Linked DNA regions of Mus musculus: regions 1, 2, 4 and 5 are each linked to region 3. The links are chromatin contacts, called in public Hi-C and HiCAR-type maps. All regions are on one chromosome and are shown on one strand. Each heading gives the region's core, a stretch centred on a gene start, on an enhancer-like site or on the middle of the called end of the contact. The rest is flanking DNA. Distances are from core to core; before and after follow the strand shown.

Evidence for each region. A called contact is a pair of places that touch in the nucleus more often than the background predicts. HiCAR-type assays count read pairs that join an accessible place to other places.
Region 1: a contact with region 3 is called in a Hi-C map of the N1E-115 cell line, with 5 times the contacts expected there. The contact joins the enhancer-like site here to the promoter of Nus1 in region 3. A contact is called at or near these places in 3 of 39 promoter capture datasets (hippocampal neurons and liver), 8 of 484 Hi-C or Micro-C datasets (the N1E-115 cell line, Th1 cells, adipose-derived mesenchymal stem cells and 4 more), 7 of 115 datasets of contacts at active chromatin or transcription factors (astrocytes, differentiating embryonic stem cells, embryonic forebrain and 4 more) and 1 of 9 other capture datasets (embryonic stem cells).
Region 2: a Hi-C map of memory CD8 T cells shows a contact between it and region 3, with 16 times the contacts expected there. The contact joins the promoter of Mcm9 here to the promoter of Nus1 in region 3. A contact is called at or near these places in 3 of 39 promoter capture datasets (the C10 cell line, liver and pre-B cells), 4 of 484 Hi-C or Micro-C datasets (CD4 T cells, memory CD8 T cells, regulatory T cells and 1 more), 8 of 115 datasets of contacts at active chromatin or transcription factors (astrocytes, cardiomyocytes, double positive thymocytes and 5 more) and 1 of 9 other capture datasets (adipose tissue).
Region 4: a Hi-C map of muscle stem cells shows a contact between it and region 3, with 5 times the contacts expected there. The contact joins the promoter of Ascc3 here to the promoter of Nus1 in region 3. A contact is called at or near these places in 4 of 39 promoter capture datasets (the 3T3-L1 cell line, liver, neutrophils and 1 more), 6 of 484 Hi-C or Micro-C datasets (B cells, CD4 T cells, CD8 T cells and 2 more), 2 of 115 datasets of contacts at active chromatin or transcription factors (cardiomyocytes and thymic regulatory T cells) and 2 of 9 other capture datasets (adipose tissue and liver).
Region 5: a contact with region 3 is called in a HiCAR-type map of astrocytes, with 5 times the contacts expected there. The contact joins the promoter of Asf1a here to the promoter of Nus1 in region 3. A contact is called at or near these places in 6 of 39 promoter capture datasets (the C10 cell line, the HPC-7 cell line, cranial neural crest and 2 more), 9 of 484 Hi-C or Micro-C datasets (B cells, CD4 T cells, cortical neurons and 5 more), 8 of 115 datasets of contacts at active chromatin or transcription factors (the NIH/3T3 cell line, the SCID.adh cell line, astrocytes and 5 more) and 2 of 9 other capture datasets (adipose tissue and liver).

Annotation. Positions count from the first base shown.
Region 1 is chr10:53,512,843-53,515,542 of GRCm38.p6, forward strand. Gm40650 (predicted gene, 40650) reads left to right here. Exons shown (of 4, transcript NR_169148.1): 4 at 1,098-1,702. All of the region lies in intron 2 of Gm20597 (predicted gene, 20597), which reads right to left. Among named protein-coding and RNA genes, the nearest start is that of Gm20597, 4.8 kb to the right of the region's middle. Within about 2 kb of position 1,424, at least 1 of the 459 cell types and tissues checked has an H3K27ac peak or open chromatin away from gene starts, as enhancers often do. A contact at or near this core is called in the N1E-115 cell line, where this site is marked.
Region 2 is chr10:53,628,672-53,631,371 of GRCm38.p6, forward strand. It overlaps Mcm9 (minichromosome maintenance 9 homologous recombination repair factor), which reads right to left and starts at 1,286. Exons shown (of 13, transcript NM_027830.3): 1 at 1,053-1,286.
Region 3 is chr10:52,416,286-52,418,985 of GRCm38.p6, forward strand. Nus1 (NUS1 dehydrodolichyl diphosphate synthase subunit) reads left to right here and starts at 1,262. Exons shown (of 5, transcript NM_030250.2): 1 at 1,262-1,883. The coding sequence starts at 1,457.
Region 4 is chr10:50,591,296-50,593,995 of GRCm38.p6, forward strand. Ascc3 (activating signal cointegrator 1 complex subunit 3) reads left to right here and starts at 1,374. Exons shown (of 42, transcript NM_198007.2): 1 at 1,374-1,602.
Region 5 is chr10:53,595,491-53,598,225 of GRCm38.p6, forward strand. It overlaps Asf1a (anti-silencing function 1A histone chaperone), which reads left to right and starts at 1,471. Exons shown (of 4, transcript NM_025541.3): 1 at 1,471-1,808. The coding sequence starts at 1,700. The region is part of intron 7 of Mcm9 (minichromosome maintenance 9 homologous recombination repair factor); the gene reads right to left.

The DNA of each region.
Region 1 (2,700 bases), core at 174-2,673, 1.1 Mb after region 3:
CTTGAAAGTATGAAGAGAGAGGGCGAGGGAGAGGAGGGAGAGGGAAAAGAGTGGAGAGAAGAAAAGGGGGAGGGGAAGGGAGAGGGAGAGAGGGGGAGGGAGAGGGAGAGAGGGGGAGGGAGAGGGAAAGGGGGAGGGGGAGGGGAGGGGAGGGGAGGGGGAGGGAGGATGTGCCATGTTCCTCTTTAAAGATTTGGTCAGGCTTTCCTGTAGAGCAGTGGTTCTCACCCTGTGAGTGGAGACTCCTATGGTGGGGTAGAATGACCCTTTCACAGGGGTCACCTAAGACTATCAGAAAACACAGATGTTTACATTATGATTCGTAACAGTGATAAAATTACAGCTTTACGTAACAACAGAAATGATCTTATGGCTGGGGGGTCACCAAAACATGAGGAATGGTATTAGGGGGTGGTGGCATGAAGAAGACTGAGGACCACTGCTGTAGGGAACTCTCAGTTGTGGAGCCATGGCCCTGAATTTCTCTCTTCTCAGCGGGTGTGAAAGACACCTGTGATTTCAGCCCAGCGTGGAGTTGGGCTGATGAGTTACTTCCAATGCAGAGTTCCCTTGGGGACAGCTGAGGCTGTTACCCCCACTTCTGACAGCCCATTTTCTGTCTCTACCCAATTCTGTTTTCTCCACTCTTTTCTTGACGGACAGTCCTTAAAAGCTGTCTTGCAACCAGATGGTATCATCAGGCTCTTTACTTCAGCCTTGAGCTATCAGCCAGAATGGTTTCTGGATTTCCTATATAGGGACTGCCTGATATGGTGACAGTCTGGAGGTGTAAGGAAACTGTAGGGCTAAAAAGCCATTGAGACTGAGAACCAAGTTTGGATTTTTTTCCAACGTGCTCTTAGCAAACAGTGAATTAGTTGTCGATTGTAAAGAAGACTAAAAAATATGTACTGAAACTTATCTTCCCCTCTTCATTAGTTAACACATAAGGCAACCTCTGTTGGCACATTTACAGCACAAGATTGTATTCCCAGAATGCCTTACCCATAGAAGTGAAAACATGAATCATTTCAGGGAGGAAAAATAGTAAAGTTTCAGGTTATCCCACTGGTGAAGAAATGTCCTCTTCCCCACAGCCTGGAACGTGACCACAGAGATCTGATGTTGCATTGCCAGTACACTGGTCTAGAGAGACAACCAGACTGAAGACGCTTGGACCCCCACCTCTCACATGAGCCGTTCTCATCCCTGACTTGATTGCTTCCACCTGATGGGTTATGTAAGCAAGAAATAGCCTCTTCCTTATTCAAACCACTGACTTCTGGAATGGGGAAAATGCAAAGAAGAAAATCACTTTCATGTTACCCTTACGTCTTATCTACTTCTCTTTCTGTGAAGGCACACCATGACCAAGGCAGCTCATGAAAGAAAGCATTTAATCAGGGGCCTGCTTACGGTTCCGTAGGGCTAGTCCATGGTCATCATGGTGCGGGAGCATGACGGCTGGGATGGTGCTGGAGCAGTAGCTAAGAACTTACCTCCTGGTCCACAGATAGGAAGCAGAAAGAGAACTAGGCTGGGCCAGAAGTGGGCTTTTGAAACCTCATAGCCTACCTGCAGTGACACACTTCCTCCACCAAGGCCACACACATACCTCTAATCCTTTCTAAAGAGTCCATCTATTGGGAACCAAACATTAAACTATATGAGCTTGTGACAGTCATTCTCTTCTAAACCACTACAACTTGTTATTCTATGTTTTTATTTATTCGGCTAATGTAATTAACCCGCCTCTGTTCGTTCTGAACTGCTAGCATACAGGAGGCATCCCATAAGTATTTTAATATACATAGAGGTTGGGAGATGGCCCAGTGGGTAACAGAGCATTTGGGGCACAGCCCTGAGAACCAAGTTCAGATTCCCATATAAAAAGCCAGACATGGGGCTGGTGAGATGGCTCAGCAGGTAAGAGCACCCGACTGCTCTTCCGAAGGTCCGGAGTTCAAATCCCAGCAACCACATGGTGGCTCACAACCATCTGTTATGAGATCTGACTCCCTCTTCTGGAGTGTCTGAAGACAGCTACAGTGTACTTACATATAATAAATAATAAATCTTAAAAAAAAAAAAAAAAAAAAAAAGCCAGACATGGCTACATGTCAAAGCATGAATAATTATTGATATACTGTGGCTACCAGCTTTCCTCTGACTGCCTCCTCACTCTCCTGAGCAATGCTCACAGCTATCTGTCATCAGGCTAATCAATGTGAGGCACACAAGTAAGATTGTGTCAGAGGGAAACAGGGAGGGGAGCCTGAGGGAGCTATGTAAGTATCAGTGGGAATCTGACAAGAAAGGGACAGGAGATTATACACCAGACATCGTATTGTCTTTTGAATGTCACCTAAGAGACACTATTTTTTTTTTTTTTTTTGTAACTCCTAAGATGTCTCAAGATGTTTTAAAGATGCAGCTTCTCCCGTAGAAACACACCCTGCCTCTCACGGTGTAACTTGCGTTAGACACCTGGTCTCATTGCTGCCAGTAAGCAACTTGTTCTCCCAACAAAAACAACTAAAGGAGGGAAAGGTCTATTGTCCTTACCCTTGTGAATGTCACCATGAGCTATGGCAGGGAGTGTGCTGTGGCATGAGCAGCAGGTAGCTGTTCTCCTTGTGTCCACAGTAAGCAGCCAAGAGAGCAGAATGCTTGTCCACAGCTGCCTTTCTCCTTTTGTTC
Region 2 (2,700 bases), core at 36-2,535, 1.2 Mb after region 3:
CCTCTCTGAACACCTGCTCAGCTGGGAGGTATAAAGTATAAAGTTGCATCACACTTAAGCCAAGAACACTGACAAGTACAGGAGGCTGGTATGAGATTAAGAGAGTATTTTTCAGAGAATCAGTCAAAGTAAGCCAACACTAAAATACTAAGCGACTTGGTTTTGGTTAGGTAATAGCATAATCAATCAGCCAAGAGTAAAAAAAGAGATTATTTGGGAAAGGGATCATAGTATTTCATGATGTGGATCTTAGCTGGGAAAAAAAAATCACAGCACTACCCTCAAGAGTGACCAAAGGAATATCTTTACGATTTTACAAATACAAAGTGAATGTAGAGCAGAAATCCGAAACAACAATTAACAACATACCCAACTCCAACAGCGCAGAAAGAGGGCGGGCAAAGAATTTTAAGTTCCTAACAGGGGCAGGTTAAATGTTTGCCTAGTTAAACCGGTAAATTACAGTGTTAAACAGACCGATATTTTTTAAACACAGCTTTCTTCTTCTTTTTTTTTTTTTCCAACATCCGTGCAATTAGACAAGTTTATCAACCTATAAACTCAGGCATCCCGTTACAAACTTAAGCCATTTACTGTCTAGGGGAGGGGGGACGATGGTTGTACAACTATCAAATTCTCTCTCCTCTTGCCTCTGGCATCCAAACAAATAAAATGGCTTTGCTTTATTTCATACTATCCACTGCAAGGTGGCGCCAAAAAGAGCAGTTTGGGGATAGAGCCTTGTCCCTCACCTAGGCTCGCGTAGCCCCGCCCCTCGGGAGCTGTGGCCACGCCCCGCGCGTCTCAATCCCGCGTTGCGCGCCATTCGCGGGTGCGCGCTCATTGCGCGCCTCCAGGCCGCCTGGCGAGCGAGAGCCTAGCGGAGGGATGCTTTGGAAAGCATTTGGAAATTCGCTTCTAATCCACAGGTGGTTGGCTGTGGCCTCCCAGCCCTGCGGGGAGTTTAGAAATTAAAGGATGCGGACGAGACCTGACGCTAACCACGGGAGGGAAACGATCCCCCGGGACCTCACGCTGCGGTGGTCACTTACGGGCTCAACACGCACTGTCTTGGTCGCCGGGACCGCGCTGCGGCCGTGGTCGCCCCAGCCCGACCCGCGCGGCGTTGGAGGGGGCGGGGCGTGCGCGCGGCCGCTCGAGGGGGCCGCCTTGCGCGGGGGCGCGCAGGCTTCTTCGCGCTGCTCTCGCTCGGCCTCTGAAGGACTTGAGCTTCCCGCGGACCCCGAGCCGCGCACTGCCTCAACTTTCCGGCCGCTGGGGCTTCTTCCGGGTGCGGACGCAGGCGGGCGCGCGCCAGGACGGACGCTGGAGTCTGCGAGCGGGAGGCGGGAGCAGGGAGAGAGGCGGGACTCGGGGAGCTGGAGGCGGGGTTTGGGCCGGACAAGACGTCTGAGGGGCGGGTCTCGGAGGCATGGGGCGGGGTTTGAGCGGGACACCGGCTTCGAGGGCGGGTTTAGGGTGAAGTGGATAATTCAGGCTGGCAGGAATTCCGCGGATTGGTGATGGGCGAACGCGGGGTGGAGACTAGGGCGGAGAGAAGGGGAACCCTGGTGACGTATTAGGGCGGGATGTGGGCGATCTGGGACTCGACTTTGGTTTGCACCTTCAGATATCTTAGAACACAAGTGATTTTGTTGTTTTTTTTTTGTTTTTGTTTTTTTTTTTTTTTTGGGTTGGCGATGTATTTAAGGAATCTGCCTACTTCCACGTCACAATATTTTCCATTTCGTGTAGTTCTCTGATCCATTTCGAGCTAAATTTTATAAGTGGTGTTACGGTTTTGTGAAGTCACTTCTACTTTAAATCCTCTGACTGCACATCTACCTATCAGCAATTTTTATTAAATCAAATCAGGCAGCTGAGGGCAAAATTGGATATAAAAAATTCATTATCTGGCCGGGCGTGGTGGTGCACGCCTTTAATCCCAGCACTTGGGAGGCAGAGGCAGGCAGATTTCTGAGTTCGAGGCCAGCCTGGTCTACAGAGTGAGTTCCAGGACAGCCAGGGCTACACAGAGAAACCCTGTCTCGAAAAAACAAAAACAAAAAAGAAATTCATTATCTTGACCCCAACTCAGCTTCAGCAAGAGAGTCATGTCAGCACGTGCTGCCACCGTTCATGTTCCCTGATCTCAAAATGTCCCTAGCTCAACTAATAAGTGTTTTTCTGAACTTCAAATTGTTCCTGAAGACTTTCTACATTAGAGCCTAAGGGTGTTACTTCCTAGGGCCAGGCCCTCTTTTTACATCAGTTAAGGATACAATGTCTCAAAGACATTCCTACTGGTCAATCTGATACAGGCAGTTCCTTAATTCAGACTCCCTTCTCAGCTAGGCATGGTGGCAAAGGCCTTTAATTCTGGCAGGTTGATCTCAGTGAGTTTAAGGCCAGCCTGATCTACAAAGTGAGTTCCAGGACAGCCAGATACATTTCAACAAAACAAAACAAACAAGCAAAAAAAAAAAAAATCTCTTTTCTGAGGTAATTCTTGGTTAAGGCAAGTTGACATTTGAAATTAAGCAGTACACCTGTATGATACATTGGTTCAATCTTAATGATTTTATGTCCCTATAAAAACTTCACACATTGGAGCACTATTAGTACATTGGACCACGGAAGGGGAGAAACTGGACCATAGCCACTCATAGTTTGTTCCAGGATAAACTGTTCTCTCCTTTT
Region 3 (2,700 bases), core at 12-2,511:
CAGTAAAACTGTTTTTGTAAAACTGCCATACACATATACTACCCACCTCCCCACTCCACCTCTCTCTCTCTCTCTCTCTCTCTCTCTCTCTCTCTCTCTCTCCTCCCTCCCATAACTAGCATCTGTTTCCTGTCTGTTTTTCTGTGAGTTGGACGTATCCTATCTCTCACTCAATTTTTTTCCTGATTCATAACTTTGCCCTTCAATTAAACATCAATTTCAAACATGGATGCTTCCTTCAACAAACTAGCCTTATCTTCATTGTCAGGGATTACAGGTATGTGCTAAGGGAGTGTGTGTATTCCAGCCAGATCATACTGTAATCCAGTGTGGATCATGGCCAGATCATATCTTTGGCTACGGTTATTGAGAGGAGCCATGTTGCCCAATTAAAATTCCTCCACAGGCATTTCCTGCCAAAGGCAACAAAACTTGCAGATGGACATGAGACTCACGTTTTAAACTAAAGCAAAGCAATTCTTACAGAAATGAGACCAATTAAAACAGGTGACAATGGCCAAAACATTAAGGCCTGTAGACATTTCCTAATGGGAAAAGGGGCTATACAGTAAAAAATATGTCTGTATTACACAGATCCAACTGTATCTGGGCACTGATTCTCTTCTCAGAGTGGCCACATTGAATCAGTTTCGCTTTTCTGTATTTACCTTCTATTGTGTCATTGGTCTATGAAGGACAGGTGGCAGAGCTTGATTTGTTAGGGACCCTAACAGTGTCAGACCCTAACAGTCTGTTTCCAGGTCCTATGCTGTAGGACTTCATTCCCATTCTGGGACGTTCTATTCTCGTCGGAAGATTGGACAAAGAACTGTGATGAGACCTCTCCAAGAACACTTGAGCCTTTGGGGACAAGAACACTTCTGTTTGGGGACCGTGGTCGATTTCCAGCATCTACACTTGCTGATGCGGTGGTGGATTCTCTCTGTGTAACTTCCAGTTCATTTAGATTGCTTTTAACTCCTTGGGAATCGTTTCTGTCATGGCCGTGAGGGGGAGATAGGCAACAAATCTCAAGCTGCAGATCCTCCCCTCAGTCTGAGGAACAGCCCAATCATTCCATAGGAGAAAGGCTAGAGGCGTTGGCGCGTCGCCCTCCTCATCCCCAGGGGGCGCCAGCGGCCCGGAGCCAGCCTCATTCTCAAGCGCACGCTCTCTTTAGCAGTGCGGTGGCGGCTCCAGCCACGACTCCCGGTCGCGTCGGAGTTCCCCGGCAGCCAATCAGAACTCTCCATGTACTAACGGGGGCGGGGCTGCGGAGGGCGGAGGAAGATGGCGGCGGGGGCTAGGTGAGGTGTTGGCAGTGGCGAGGGGCTCGGGCGCGGGGGGTGGGGGGACGCGGAGCGATGGCCCGCGCCGGCCGCTGGGGCGGATAAGACCCTGTCGCGCCGCGGGTGTGGGCCGGAGGGAGGTGACGGTGCCCGAGCGCCACAGGAGTATGACGGGGCTGTACGAGCTGGTGTGGCGGGTGCTGCACGCGCTGCTCTGCCTGCACCTCACGCTCACCTCCTGGCTCCGCGTTCGCTTCGGCACCTGGAACTGGATCTGGCGGCGCTGCTGTCGCGCCGCCTCCGCCGCGGTCCTAGCGCCGCTCGGCTTCACGCTCCGCAAGCCCCGGGCCGTCGGCAGGAACCGGCGTCATCACCGGCACCCGCACGGGGGACCGGGACCGGGACCGGGACCGGCCGCCACCCATCCTCGGCTGCGCTGGCGCGCGGACGTCCGGTCCCTGCAGAAGCTGCCGGTGCACATGGGCCTGTTGGTCACGGAGGAAGTGCAGGAGCCCAGCTTCTCAGACATCGCCAGCCTCGTGGTGTGGTGTATGGCCGTGGGGATCTCCTACATTAGCGTCTACGACCACCAAGGTGAGGCCGGGTGGGAGGTGGGGTGACCGAGGCACTTCCGAGTCTGAGGACTACGTTTCTAGCTAGTTTGTTCCCGGTCGTCCTGCGAGGCCGCCGCCCTCTCCAGGCCCTGCGAGTTTCGGTAGCCCTTGGCCCTTACACTGTGCTGGTGCTTTCGAGGAAGGGAGATCAGTCTTATTGAACGTTGACGTTGACAAAGTCTTTAGATTTGGTTAGTGTTTGTAACATGTAAAAGATATTTAATGTAGTCCGTTAAGGGAGGTGGTTTTCTCTGGCTTTGTTTCACGAAAGAGGGAGCTGACGTTCAGAACATTAACTGATTTGCCCAAGGTCATAAAAGTAACGGGGAGTTAACCAGTCTGTGCGCTCTTCAAAGTGTCTCTTCAAGGGGGTTCAATGAACTCATCTTAAGGGCGACCAAGCAGTGGCGGCTTTATACGTGAGCTGCATTGTAGGATTTCCAAATGAGCTCTCTTGGAGTTAGGTGGCATTTGAATGGGGTTTCTGAAAAGTGTGTGAGAGTTTTGATAGGCCTGGAAAAAGGCCTGAAATCACGTGTTGCCATTTCACCTTAGAGGCCAGTACAGTACTAGATACACTTGTGTTCCTTCAAGTAATCAAGGCAGTGGATTTCACCACGGGTTTGTTAAGGACAGAACTCAACACTTACTGCATGACAAGCCTAAAGCGTTAGTTATAATGGCAAATATATTTCTTGGAATTTTGCCTTCGTCTCAGGCTGGAGGGGAGAAAGGGACACACTCACAGAGGTGATGGATGACATTTGGGGAGTGTTTCTACTAGAAAGGAGATTCTG
Region 4 (2,700 bases), core at 124-2,623, 1.8 Mb before region 3:
TTAACATACATGCTGTTCCAAAATTGCAATCTTGGTACTATAATTCTATGTTTGATCAAACCCCTCTTCCTTCCCTGCCTGCTTCATGGAAATGCTCTCTCTGTTTCTGAAAATTCCACAATTATGTATCTCAGATTAGCAAAATATTTCTATGCCACTCACATCACCTCTGCTTGGATTCTCAGGTGGCCTTCCCACTTGGGAATATCTGCCTCTGCTTTTTTACTATAATGAATTTGCTTTTGCTTAAGTCTCTTCTGTATCTCTCCTAGAATTCTTTCTCTAGTGAGACCAAGAGTCTTTGGGATCACCAGTTGTAGTTTGGTGATAAAATGAGTTAGACTGTAAACGCTTGAAAGGCTACATGCGACTGGACTAACTTTTAGCAAAACCAGCCAGTAATTCTCCTAAAATGCGTCTCCCTCCCCCCAAATCCCTATTATGTAAGCATTCAGCATCTACTTAGAAAATGTAGAGACTGGGAACTTAGAGAAATGTAGAGACTGTGATGGTCATATATTGCTTCTACAGTGCATTTAGTTCCTTGGATTGTATTAGAAGGGACTCTCAGAATGTGAAGGGTTTTTGTTTGTTTTCCTCATAAAGTTCAGGTCATACCAGACAAACCTTTATCACCAGATGGGTCTTTCATATTGCTGACAGTCCAGTAACTTTTCCTCTTAGTGAATCTTACCAAGTTTCATTAATACTTCATGATTCTTTTCATCTGCGTTATCTCATTTTAATTTCTGAAATGCTTCTATCGCTATTGAGGTCTTCTTACCTCAGTCTGGTATACAGAACTTCCAGTGGGTTTGGCAAGTTATGTTTATTATTCAACCAATGCTGCTTCTATAAAACAGGGTTCTGGTGAGTTTTAGGACAACTGTCTCGGGAAGAATGGGCTGAAAGGGTAGGATGACAATGCATACCACATCTGTATCCTCGCTCATCAGTTCAAACTTAACAACAATGCAGTTTTTTTAGGCTAGCTTTTCTAAATTTGCCAGTCGCACCAGGCTATCGTCAGATGTTTTGTTTCGAAGGTCAGAAACAACTTCAGAAGTACAAAGTGGAGAATAATGAAACTCAGGGAAATCGAAACTTGAGCCTAGAGCAGGTGGGCGGAACCATCTAGTAACCACGGGACTGTGACTCACTGGTTTCTGCCTTCAATAGGAATTAATTACTCGGTGCCATTATCAGAACCAAGCGGGGATTAGGGAGTCGGCCGGAGGGAACCAAGAGTCGGACCACTAAAACTGAGCTGAAACTTGCTAGCGTGTACGCCACCCGACGCCAACCCCCGCATGGGCGGGGCCGAGGGCGGCCGGGTGCTGACGTGGCGACGTTGGCGTCGCGGTCGGTGACGTATGGCCGGCGCCCGCCCCGCCCCTCCGTCGCTCGGCGCGGGTGTGTGGGTTTGTGGGTCAGTGCCAGCTGGGCAGCCCTCGCGCGCTAAGGCGTGACAGCGAGCGACCCCCGCCGGCCCGCGTGTGCTGCGGAGGAGGTCGGGGCGCAGCCCTCCGCTCCGCTCCGCCGGAGTGAGAAGAGGAAGCAAACCTCCAGGAGGCCGGAGGCGCGCGTGGCGGCGGGGCTGAGGTGAGCTAGGGAGAGGGAGGGCGCGGGTGGCGGAGCCCGAGTGTGCGGCGGGGCGGGGCTGGTCTCAGAGTCCGGAAGAGCGCGGGTGGACCGAGCTGTCATCCCTCGGCTGGGCGTCCCGGCTCACCTAAGTTTGTAGGTGGGGGTTGGGGTGAAAACTCCAGCGCGATTGCCCACGTGTAAGGACAGAATGGCCACAAGATGAAAAATTTTCTGTTCTAGGCTTAACCTGTTTTTCTCCTCCCTCTCCCCTTATTTATATTACACATTCCTAGCAACGTCGTTCTTCGCCTACATCTGTTGGGTTGGGTTTCCCCCACAACACAGAGGAGCGAGTGCTTTGGGTCCTGGAGTTCAGGGCAGTGGGTGAATTTAACAATCGGAGGACTCTAGAATGTATTTTTTTTTTTTTTTAAATAAAGAAGTGTCTATGCTAAGGGGGTAGATGAAGTGGTTCTTGGTAGGATGCTGTAATTTCCTTTACCTTTAAAAGAAAGAAGTTCAGTCTACTGAGTTTGATATGCATCACAAGTGCAGTCTAATTGCTACCTGTGGTGTGGTTTTTGTTGTTGTTGTTGTTGTTGTTGTTGTTGTTGTTCCTGGATAAAAATTAGAACAGTCAACTATATCTACCCCCTTTTCAGATTCATAAGCTGAAACGTTTGTTTTCTGAGTTTGATTGTTCTCAAATTCCGCTTCTGAGTCTAGGCTGGACGTGCTCTAGCTCATGTTTTGTATTTAGTTTTTCACGTCATGACGATTATAATACTGGTGTTGCGCCGGGCGTGATGGCGCACGCCTTTAATCCCAGCACTTGGGAGGCAGAGGCAGGCGGATTTCTGAGTTCGAGGCCAGCCTGGTCTAGGACAGCCAGGGCTACACTGCCTCAAAAAAAAAAAAAAAAAAAAACCTAAAAAAAAAAAAGGATTACTTTATTCTATGAAACCCACTGCATAAGTAAGCCATCCACAAAGATAATACTGTGTTGCATTAAAATATTCATAGAGATGTCAGTTAAGTGTAGCTTAGTGTTATTTACATGAGTGAATTAATTTTGCAAGACTTAGTTTTCTTGATCCTTGTTGAATAATTTTTTCT
Region 5 (2,735 bases), core at 221-2,720, 1.2 Mb after region 3:
TGACTGAACTGATGGACACCGATTGCCCAGCGTACTGACAATAAAAGTGGCTCTCTCCCCACTTTAATCTCCTTAAACATGGAAGGCCCTGCTTCATGATAACTAAAGGTCTTCGGACAAGGACAGATCATCCACAGCAATCCAGTTGAGTCTCAACCTGTCCAAGGAAGATTAATTAAATTCTGCACACTAGCAGAAACTTCACTTGCAGATTAATACTAAGACATAATTTTCACTCCGGATTTTATTGAATAGTTTAGTAGTTTCATTTATAAGGAAAAAGAAAAGAACCCAATGGTTTATGAGTAACACCTCCACAGTAAAAAGAATCAGTTCACATTCACAAAGGTGTTAGGTTTCCGTTTCCTGTTTCCTAGTCTACCCACAGTGGCTAAGTACCATAAACAAGCAACTTTTCCTCCAGTCAGCCTTGAAATGGTCTCACAGGCGTCACAGGCATGGAAGGTCTCCTCAGAATTGGTGTGCTGCACTTTTTCACTTATGAATGTTTGTTATAAATGCCTTGAAGAGCAAATGGCATGTTATCTGTGCTTTCTCCTTTCTCATATTCCACCAAAAATACATTTGTTGTCCTTTGGCCTTCAGACACTTCCATTTTCTCGACTTTTGACTTCTTTCTCTGTGCCCCCCCAACAACAGAAGCCTCGCTGTAACTGATCACGTTTTCCCCCTTTTATTTCTTTTTTTTTGTTTTGTTTTACATCTTTTCAGTTATTAAATGGGAAGAAATCCAACATGCAGCTGAAGATCGCATATTTTTTTTCTAGCCTGCGTGTGTGTGTGTAAAATCACCCCGCCCTCATTTTGTATCTATTTCACCGCACTGTCGTGGCCAAGAACTTGAATTCCAAAATGGCTTGCTCCTTTCGAGCTGACATGGGCTATAAAAATGCAATTTATTCCCACTGCAACCAGCCCTTCTCCCTATTCTCTACCATTACGATTGCGAGAAGCACAGACAGCTAGTTGGGCCTGACAAGGGCTGCAAAGCACACCTTATCTGCTAAATCCAGCAGAGCCAGCAAAGCCGCCGGCACTGGTGGGGGAAGCGTTAAAGGCTGGAAGAAAACCCGAAAAACCCCAAGGCCCATGCTGCGCACACACACGGGGCCGCCTCGCGCCCTCCTGCTTCCACCGCCGGCCCCGCCCACCCCACGGGTCCCGCCCCCTCCGTCCCGCCGCGGCCACGCCCGACGTGTGGCGCGGCCCCGCCGGGCGGGGGCGGGGCCTGCGTCGCCCCTCCCCCGCCGCCGGCGGCCTCCGCGCGGGCCTCCCAGCCCCTATTCCACTCACTTTGTTCTGCGCCTTTGTCCTGGTCCGCACCAGCAGGTGGAGCCGCAGTGAAAGTTTCCCGTCCGTTCTGCGAGCGGGAGCCCATCTTGCTCGCCGCCGCGGCCCTCGCTGGAGGAGGAGGGTCAGAGCTCGGGGGCAGCCAATCGCGGGCAACGCTGCTAGTTATCAGGGCAGAATGGGCTGTAGTTTAGTGAAATAGGAAAGCTGCAAAACACCGTGGAGTGCCGCCGTGTAAATAAAAAGGAAAAAAAAGTTTCTCAAGTCGCAGCTGCACGACGTCGGGCCGCGCCGCGCCGGGGCGGGGGTCTGCGCTCTCGGAGCGGCCGCGCGCGGGACTCGGTGGTGCCGCCAGCCCCGGCCCCATTGTTTGTGTTTTCTTCAAAATATGGCAAAGGTTCAGGTGAACAATGTAGTGGTGCTGGATAACCCGTCGCCTTTCTACAACCCGTTCCAGTTCGAGATCACCTTCGAGTGCATCGAGGACCTGTCTGAAGGTGAGCGAGTGGCGCCGGGCTGTCAGTTGCGGCGGCGGACGTTAAAGTTTCCCGGCCCGGCCTCGCGCGGGGTGGGCCGCGGCCGGCGGCCGGCGGGAGGGCGGCCATGCGAGGGAAACTTGAAGTTGAGGGACGCCGGCCGCGCCGCAACTTGCGAGCAACTTGCCGGGCGGAGGGAGCCATGTTGTCAGCTTTGTCTGCGGCGGGCGGCGCTCGGCGGCCCCCGGCTCGCGCGGCGCTGGCGGGGGGTCGTGCGGCCTCGGCGGCCCCAGGGCCCCACGGCCCGGTGGGGAGCAAGCTGGGCCGGTGGGAAGCGGAGCCATCTTACCCGGCGGCACGACGCCTGCTCCGGACCGCCGGGGGCGAGCGGGCCCGCGCCTTCCCGCCCGAGCCCCGCCGAGGCTGTCCTCGCGCCGCTCTCCGGCTCCCTCCACCAACCAGCGCGGAAGGCGGGCGCTGGGCTCGGCCCCTCGGCGCCTGGCTCCCGGGGGGCGGCCGTGCTCTCCGCGGGCGCCCGGGATGCTGTGCGCCGCCTCTCCCCGGGGACAGAGACCTCTCGGAGAGAAATGGTGAGGGGCTGGGAAGTTCCATGGCACCCTAGAGCAGAAGCAGGGTGCTTAACCAATTCCAGGCACTTCTCTGGCGTTTAGAAAGTCTGAAAGACTTTCTCCAGAACGTGTGAAGAAGAAGCAATTAAAATAACTCCACGTCCAAGCAGATGGAGAAAATGCAAACGTTAGCTGGGAGATAGAAGGCAAAATCCTTTCTGAAGTACATTTTACGGTTTAAAAAATGCGAAATAGTGAGGTAATACAGAACTTAGAAAGCTAAAATATGGCTTCTTAACGCTTTTCTTAGATTTTATTAAAATCAATGCTTCATTTTCAACATTTGAAACAAAAAGTTTAACTTCATTGGTGTTAAATT